Linked DNA regions of Rattus norvegicus: region 1 is linked to region 2. Evidence: chromatin contacts called from public Hi-C data. All regions are on one chromosome and are shown on one strand. Each heading gives the region's core, a stretch centred on a gene start, on an enhancer-like site or on the middle of the called end of the contact. The rest is flanking DNA. Distances are from core to core; before and after follow the strand shown.

The links. A called contact is a pair of places that touch in the nucleus more often than the background predicts.
Region 1: a Hi-C map of liver shows a contact between it and region 2, with 4 times the contacts expected there. The contact joins two enhancer-like sites. A contact is called at or near these places in 2 of 12 Hi-C or Micro-C datasets (kidney and liver).

The regions. Positions count from the first base shown.
Region 1 is chr13:104,778,479-104,781,459 of GRCr8, reverse strand. No RefSeq gene overlaps it. Among named protein-coding and RNA genes, the nearest start is that of Rps6kc1, 240 kb to the left of the region's middle. Within about 2 kb of position 1,564, at least 5 of the 93 cell types and tissues checked have an H3K27ac peak or open chromatin away from gene starts, as enhancers often do. A contact at or near this core is called in liver, where this site is marked.
Region 2 is chr13:104,205,316-104,208,125 of GRCr8, reverse strand. All of the region lies in intron 4 of Prox1 (prospero homeobox 1), which reads left to right. Among named protein-coding and RNA genes, the nearest start is that of Prox1, 44 kb to the left of the region's middle. Within about 2 kb of position 1,270, at least 28 of the 93 cell types and tissues checked have an H3K27ac peak or open chromatin away from gene starts, as enhancers often do. A contact at or near this core is called in liver, where this site is marked.

The DNA of each region.
Region 1 (2,981 bases), core at 315-2,814, 570 kb before region 2:
ACAATCCAGCTGCACTGGATGATGGAGCTCTAACCCTGTACAGAGGCATTGTGGTCAGAGTGGAGTGGGCTGTGCCCTGTCGTGGTTTGGTTCCCAGATGGTGTCATTGTTCTCAGAGGGAGCCTCATTGGAGGATCAGGTCACTAGGGACATATCTTTGCTTGTAGCTGGTCCCACTTCCTGGTCTGCCAGCATGTGGGGAGATGAGTCTCCATTGTATGCTTGCACCAGCCTGGAGCCTCCCAATGCCATGCCTTCACTGCCACATGAACCAGTATCACCTCAAACAGTGAGGTGATATCAAAAGAAAGCCAAACAACCCCCAAACCCCTCCTCCCCATATGCCTACAAATATACACACATGCATGCACATGTTACACCTGCACACATTCATCTACACAGATACACTTCTACATATGTATGCACAAATATGCACATACACACATATACATATACAATACACATGCACACATATACATATATGTATATATACATATTCACACAATATATATACATCCAATATGCTTGTACACATTCATATACACAGACACACTTCTATATATGTATGCATACATATACACATGTGCACATATACATATATAATACACATGCATACATATACATATGTATGTATATACACATATTCACATACACATTTATATACATCTGAATATGCTTGCACACATACATATACACAGATATACTTCTATATAAGTATGCACACATATGTGCATGCATACATATATATACATACATTTGTATACATATATATGTATATACACATATTTGCATACACATACACATCTGAATATGCTTGCACACATACATGTACACAGAGACATTTCTACATAAGTATGCACACATATGCACACACATATACATATATGCACACATGCATACATATACACATACGCATACATATATACACATCTGATATGCTTGCACACATACATAAACACATAAGCTTGCACACATATGCACATGCACACATACATAAGCACATGATGAATGTATGTGGAACACTACATAAAGATGAAAGCAGAGGCTGGAGAGATGTATCTACACACCAAGGAACACCAAAGCTTGTGCAAAATCCACTGAAAGCCAAGGGAGAGGCAGGGCCAGGCGCTCCCTTCCAGTCCTTAGGAAGACTCAGATCTGCTGTTGCCTTCATCTAGACACCAGGCTGAGGTGAGAGCATCTTCTGTTGTAGCAGTTTGGTTTGCACAGTGGTCCTAGCAATGAACACAGTCAGAATCTGCTATAGTTTGGGTCTCAGCTGTCCCCAGGTCCATAAGCAGGAGGCTTGGGACCCAGGGAGGTGCTTTGGTGGTGGAGTCTTTAATAGATGGATAGATGGGGTTTAGGTTGTGTGTGTGTGTGTGTGTGTGTGTGTGTGTGTGTGTGTGTGTTAGACCAGCAGGAAGTATGCTTAAAAGGGAATCTCAGGTCTCCTCTTTTCCTCCTCTGGTTCTTGGCTGATGATGGTATGAGGTCCATGTGCACCAGCCATGATAGGCTGCCGGCCCTGCCAAGCCCAAAACAAACAGGCCAACCTGTCACGACCTGGATCCCTCTACTGTGTGAGCATGAATCACCTCTTTTTCTAACCAGGTTCTGCCACAGTGGTTGGAAAGCTGATAGCGAACTTGCTTTGACGAACCTCACACACTTTCCTTTCTGTGTCTTCCTGGTGTTCCCCCACATCCAGAGCCACTTCCTAGAGAGGAGCACAAACACATACCTATTGGTCAGAACCAGAATGAATGGGCACTGAGGCCGCAACCAGAACTCTTCTTTTGCTACTAAACTCCCACCCGGGGGGAAAGATAGTTCTCACTAACCAGGATGCCCAGACAGGTGGAGCTGTCACTGTGGTGGGAACAGCTGCTTCAATCGGTCTTCTTAGTTGTTGGTCCTCAGAAGAATCGTGATATGCAGGGAAGGAGCTGCTTGAAACAGGCCAGGTTCCCATGTGACTGGGGAGGAGGCGTGTGGCCCAGCAATATCGGATTAGGGTGCCGAGCAGGAAGCAAGATGGCCGTGCAATGATTGACGGCATATTCTCTGGATGAAGGGGCGAAGCAGGACCGTCTCTCCCCAAGGCTAGGGGAAGTTCCACCACCATTTTCCACCCCTCCTTTCCGAGTCTTGCTGTGCTCCCCGATTCCCTTCTCCTTTGCTGGATGCTTACAGAGCCAGCCTTATGCCGAGCACCCGCCGAGTCCTCCCATCCATCTGATCCAGTGCCCAACGTGTGATTTAGGGGTGTCATGTGCCCTGCGCAGAAGCAGGGCAGTGGTGAGAGGAGGGAGAGAGGTAGGGGGAATCCTGGCATTTGATCCGATCAAATGCACCTTAAGAGCAAACCCATACCCGGCACTGAAGGTATCAGCTGGGTCCTGCCTACAGTTATGTCAAACAAAGTGTGCTAGGAAGTGCCAACTCTCCCTTTGTGCTGTGACACCGCGAGCTGCCAAAAGATATTAAAAAGCTCGCGCGAGCTAGGTGATGGCAGCTGTAACTATCTAAGTTATTGCCTGACAGCTGCAGCATCGCCTCGCCGCCGCTGGCCTTTATAGTCGCTTCTGCATTCATCCGCCCTTTCTCCAGCAACCACTGCACCAGCCTGCAGTGGGCGAGTCGCCTGCCCAGCCCCTGTGCCCGCAGGCGGGGAGACTCGCATCGAGCCCTCTCGCGGAGAGACACCCACACGCAGATTCTGGGAGAACTCATATTTCTCTTGGCCGGCCCCCAAGCTGGTTTTGCGTTGGTCAACTCGGACTCCGAGGAACCTTGGACCGGAGAACGGCGCAGAGGCGAGGCGCATGCCCAGGCACACGCACCGAATGCAGCTTTCTTTTTTGTGGGTCTGTGCGTGTTGGCTCTGAGTGAGCTAGAACGATATCGCCAGCTCTGAGCCCTGCCAGTCCTACATCTGCTCCCTAAAACCTCCAGCAAATAAGAATGCGGTGGGGTTG
Region 2 (2,810 bases), core at 21-2,520:
TACACATTATAGAAAGGACACAGGGATTAATTAAGAGTATATATGGAAACATACACGTACATGTGTGTGCAAAATATATTAAAATATATAACTATATAAACATACAACCCCCCCACCAAAGGCTCTGCAAATTTTCAGTGCTGAGCCTCAGATGTATTTAACTCTCCTCTTAACTACGAACTCGGGAGGGCCCAAGTCGAGAACACTCTTCTTTCAACTTGCCAGCTTCACTCCCTGTGACTCGGAGGCATCTGTGTTGAGCTGGAGGGGTTTTGTTTCAGTCGGTGGGGAGGGTCTGTGGATGCTGGGGGTGGGGGAGTTATTTATTTATTTGATTTGGTGAGTCCCCGAGTTGTAAAAAGCTGTCTGAAATATTCATGCACAACGGTCTGAGAAGCCGGTTTCTGTTTTATTTACTGCACAGTAGAACAGCCACAGCGGATTAGTTCTACAATACCCGTAACAAAAGCCCAACAGCTGATGCATGTGATGTTGGGAGGTGACAAAACAGTTAAAGTATGCTGCTGGCTATGGGCAAGCCGTCAGCAGATGCAGACAAAAGGCCTGTGACAAGAATAACTCTCTCCAAGGCGAGCAGTGAAGAGTATCCAAAATACCAGCACCCTTTTCTCCTTGACATTGTCTTCTCCAAGTCAGCATTTTATTGCCCTTTTATAGTATTAAAAAAAAGTGGAGAAGGAAAAAAGAAAGAAAACCCACACACGGACGGATTCACCAAAATACAAGCAGGGCTCTCTTTTCTCCCTCTCAACCAGCCCTGTCATCCTTACACACATCTTCCGTTTTTATGTTGAAGTTTGGGGGACGTGGAGGGATTAGCTTAAAAGATAGTGTCAAAAACACCTTCCTTACTGAGATTGGGATCTATTGATAGGCTGAAATGGTCATTGGGTGGTGGTTCTTGGGGAAGGGCTGTGGGGGAATTGGGGGGGAGGAATACTTGGCGTGTTTTCTATCCATTTCAGTAAAGATGATTCTATCGGTGAGCTGAGGCCAGTCCTTTGAAGGGGATCAAGAGTAGAGGCCTGTCCATGGGGACCTGAGCAAAGGGCAGGGTTATGGTCCCCCCCCCCCCTTCTAGAGGCCAGTGAGTGAGCAGAGGGATGCTTCAGAGGTGTGAAAAATCAGCCTCTCTGTCTCCAGAAAATAGGAGAGACTGTCTTCTTTTTAACCTTTGTAATTCCCCCTCTATTCTCTGTGACATTCATTCAGCTGCCAAGAGCGTTTGGCAAGGTTTGGGCCAGCGAGCACACTTCCAGTGACCGCTAACCTTGGTATGTCCTGACACTTATGATGAGTGTCTGTAGGACACAGAAGGCAGGCAGCCTGCTATGTCAGGCTTTCATTATGGACTGCAGAGACTGGGGACAGCCAGTTTAATAAAACAAATCATCCTTGAAGGTAAAGCAACTGGGAAGAGGAGGAGGAAGACAGGAGGGGGATGTCTTTGCCACTCAATCCTATCTGTGTGTGTGTGTGTGTGTGTGTGTGTGTGTGAGAGAGAGAGAGAGAGAGAGAGAGAGAGAGAGAGAGGAGCAGCAAAACATTCCCCCGCCCAGCCCACTGCCTGTGTGCGCTGCCCAGCTGTGGACTAAACAGATGTGAACTCCTTCCCTCCATCCTCTGGAAGCCACTGGCTCTCTCTGATGGGCAAGCAAGAGCAAATAATCAGGGTGAAGTTGGTAGGTGCTTGCTGGCCATCTCCCTTCAGAGTGGCCAGTGTGTTCAAGCACCTCACCGTGAGTCTGTTTTCTAAATGTCAAGGCAAGACTATTTGGGGTAAGGCTCCTAGGCTGGGATGCCTTTTTATCAGAGCAAAGTTTCCACTGTCCCCTCCTGAAGAACTCCCGGCCAAGCAGCTCCCACAATAGCCTCCTAGGTCTGCCAAAGACTTTGGAAGCCTTTTGTTTTTCCCCTGTGGCATGTCCAAAGGCCTGGCCTCCCCCTCCCCCGCCCCCGGCAGCCTGCATTGTCTTGCATTCCAGTGACTTGATTGACTGTTGCACCTGATGCTGAGAAGACTCAAGGGTTCATGGTAGAGATTGTTGGGTTCTATTAAAAGAAACCCAGATAAGGGATTACTTGTCACTAAGGGCTTTTCCGCAGATGTTTATTAGCGATGGGAAAGCCATTAGGTGTGAGGAGGTGCATGAAGTATGGGTAATATCATGCTCCTAATCCTGAACCCCGATTACCCCCCAAACATCAGGAAGATGCTACCCCCCTCTGGTAAATGAAGGTGGAGAAAGGGTTCTGAGCAGAGAGCAAGAGGCTCTCTGTTTTCCTGGGTGAGATCTCTACCTGTGGGTGGAATCCCTCAGCATTCTCTCAGAATAGCCATTTTTACCCCCACACACTCTCTGGAGCCTCCATGGAGAGACGACCTGCTCCAGTATCGGAGGCTCTCCAAGAACCCTTTTACCCTATGCTGCAAATTAGCAAGCTACTTCATGTTGCGCCAAGAGGACCCCTCCAACAACCAGACCAGCAGCCCGTAACTCTCTAACCCATTTCTGTTTACATTGACGTTACTGGCTCCTTGCACATGGTTTCCCTCAGTAACAGAGACATAGCTGGTCAGGAATTTGCTACCTCACACGAGTCAACTGCCTTTATAAAAGCATTAAAGCCTGGGACACAGGTCTGTCCTCACAGCACCCAGGAAGCTAGAGGCAGGAGGATCAAAAGTTCAAGGTAATCTTCTCTGACTACATGCTGAGTTCAAGGCCAGCCAGAGCCACATGAGACCCTGGGTCAAAAAGAAAGGAAGGTAGGAAAGAAAGAAGGAA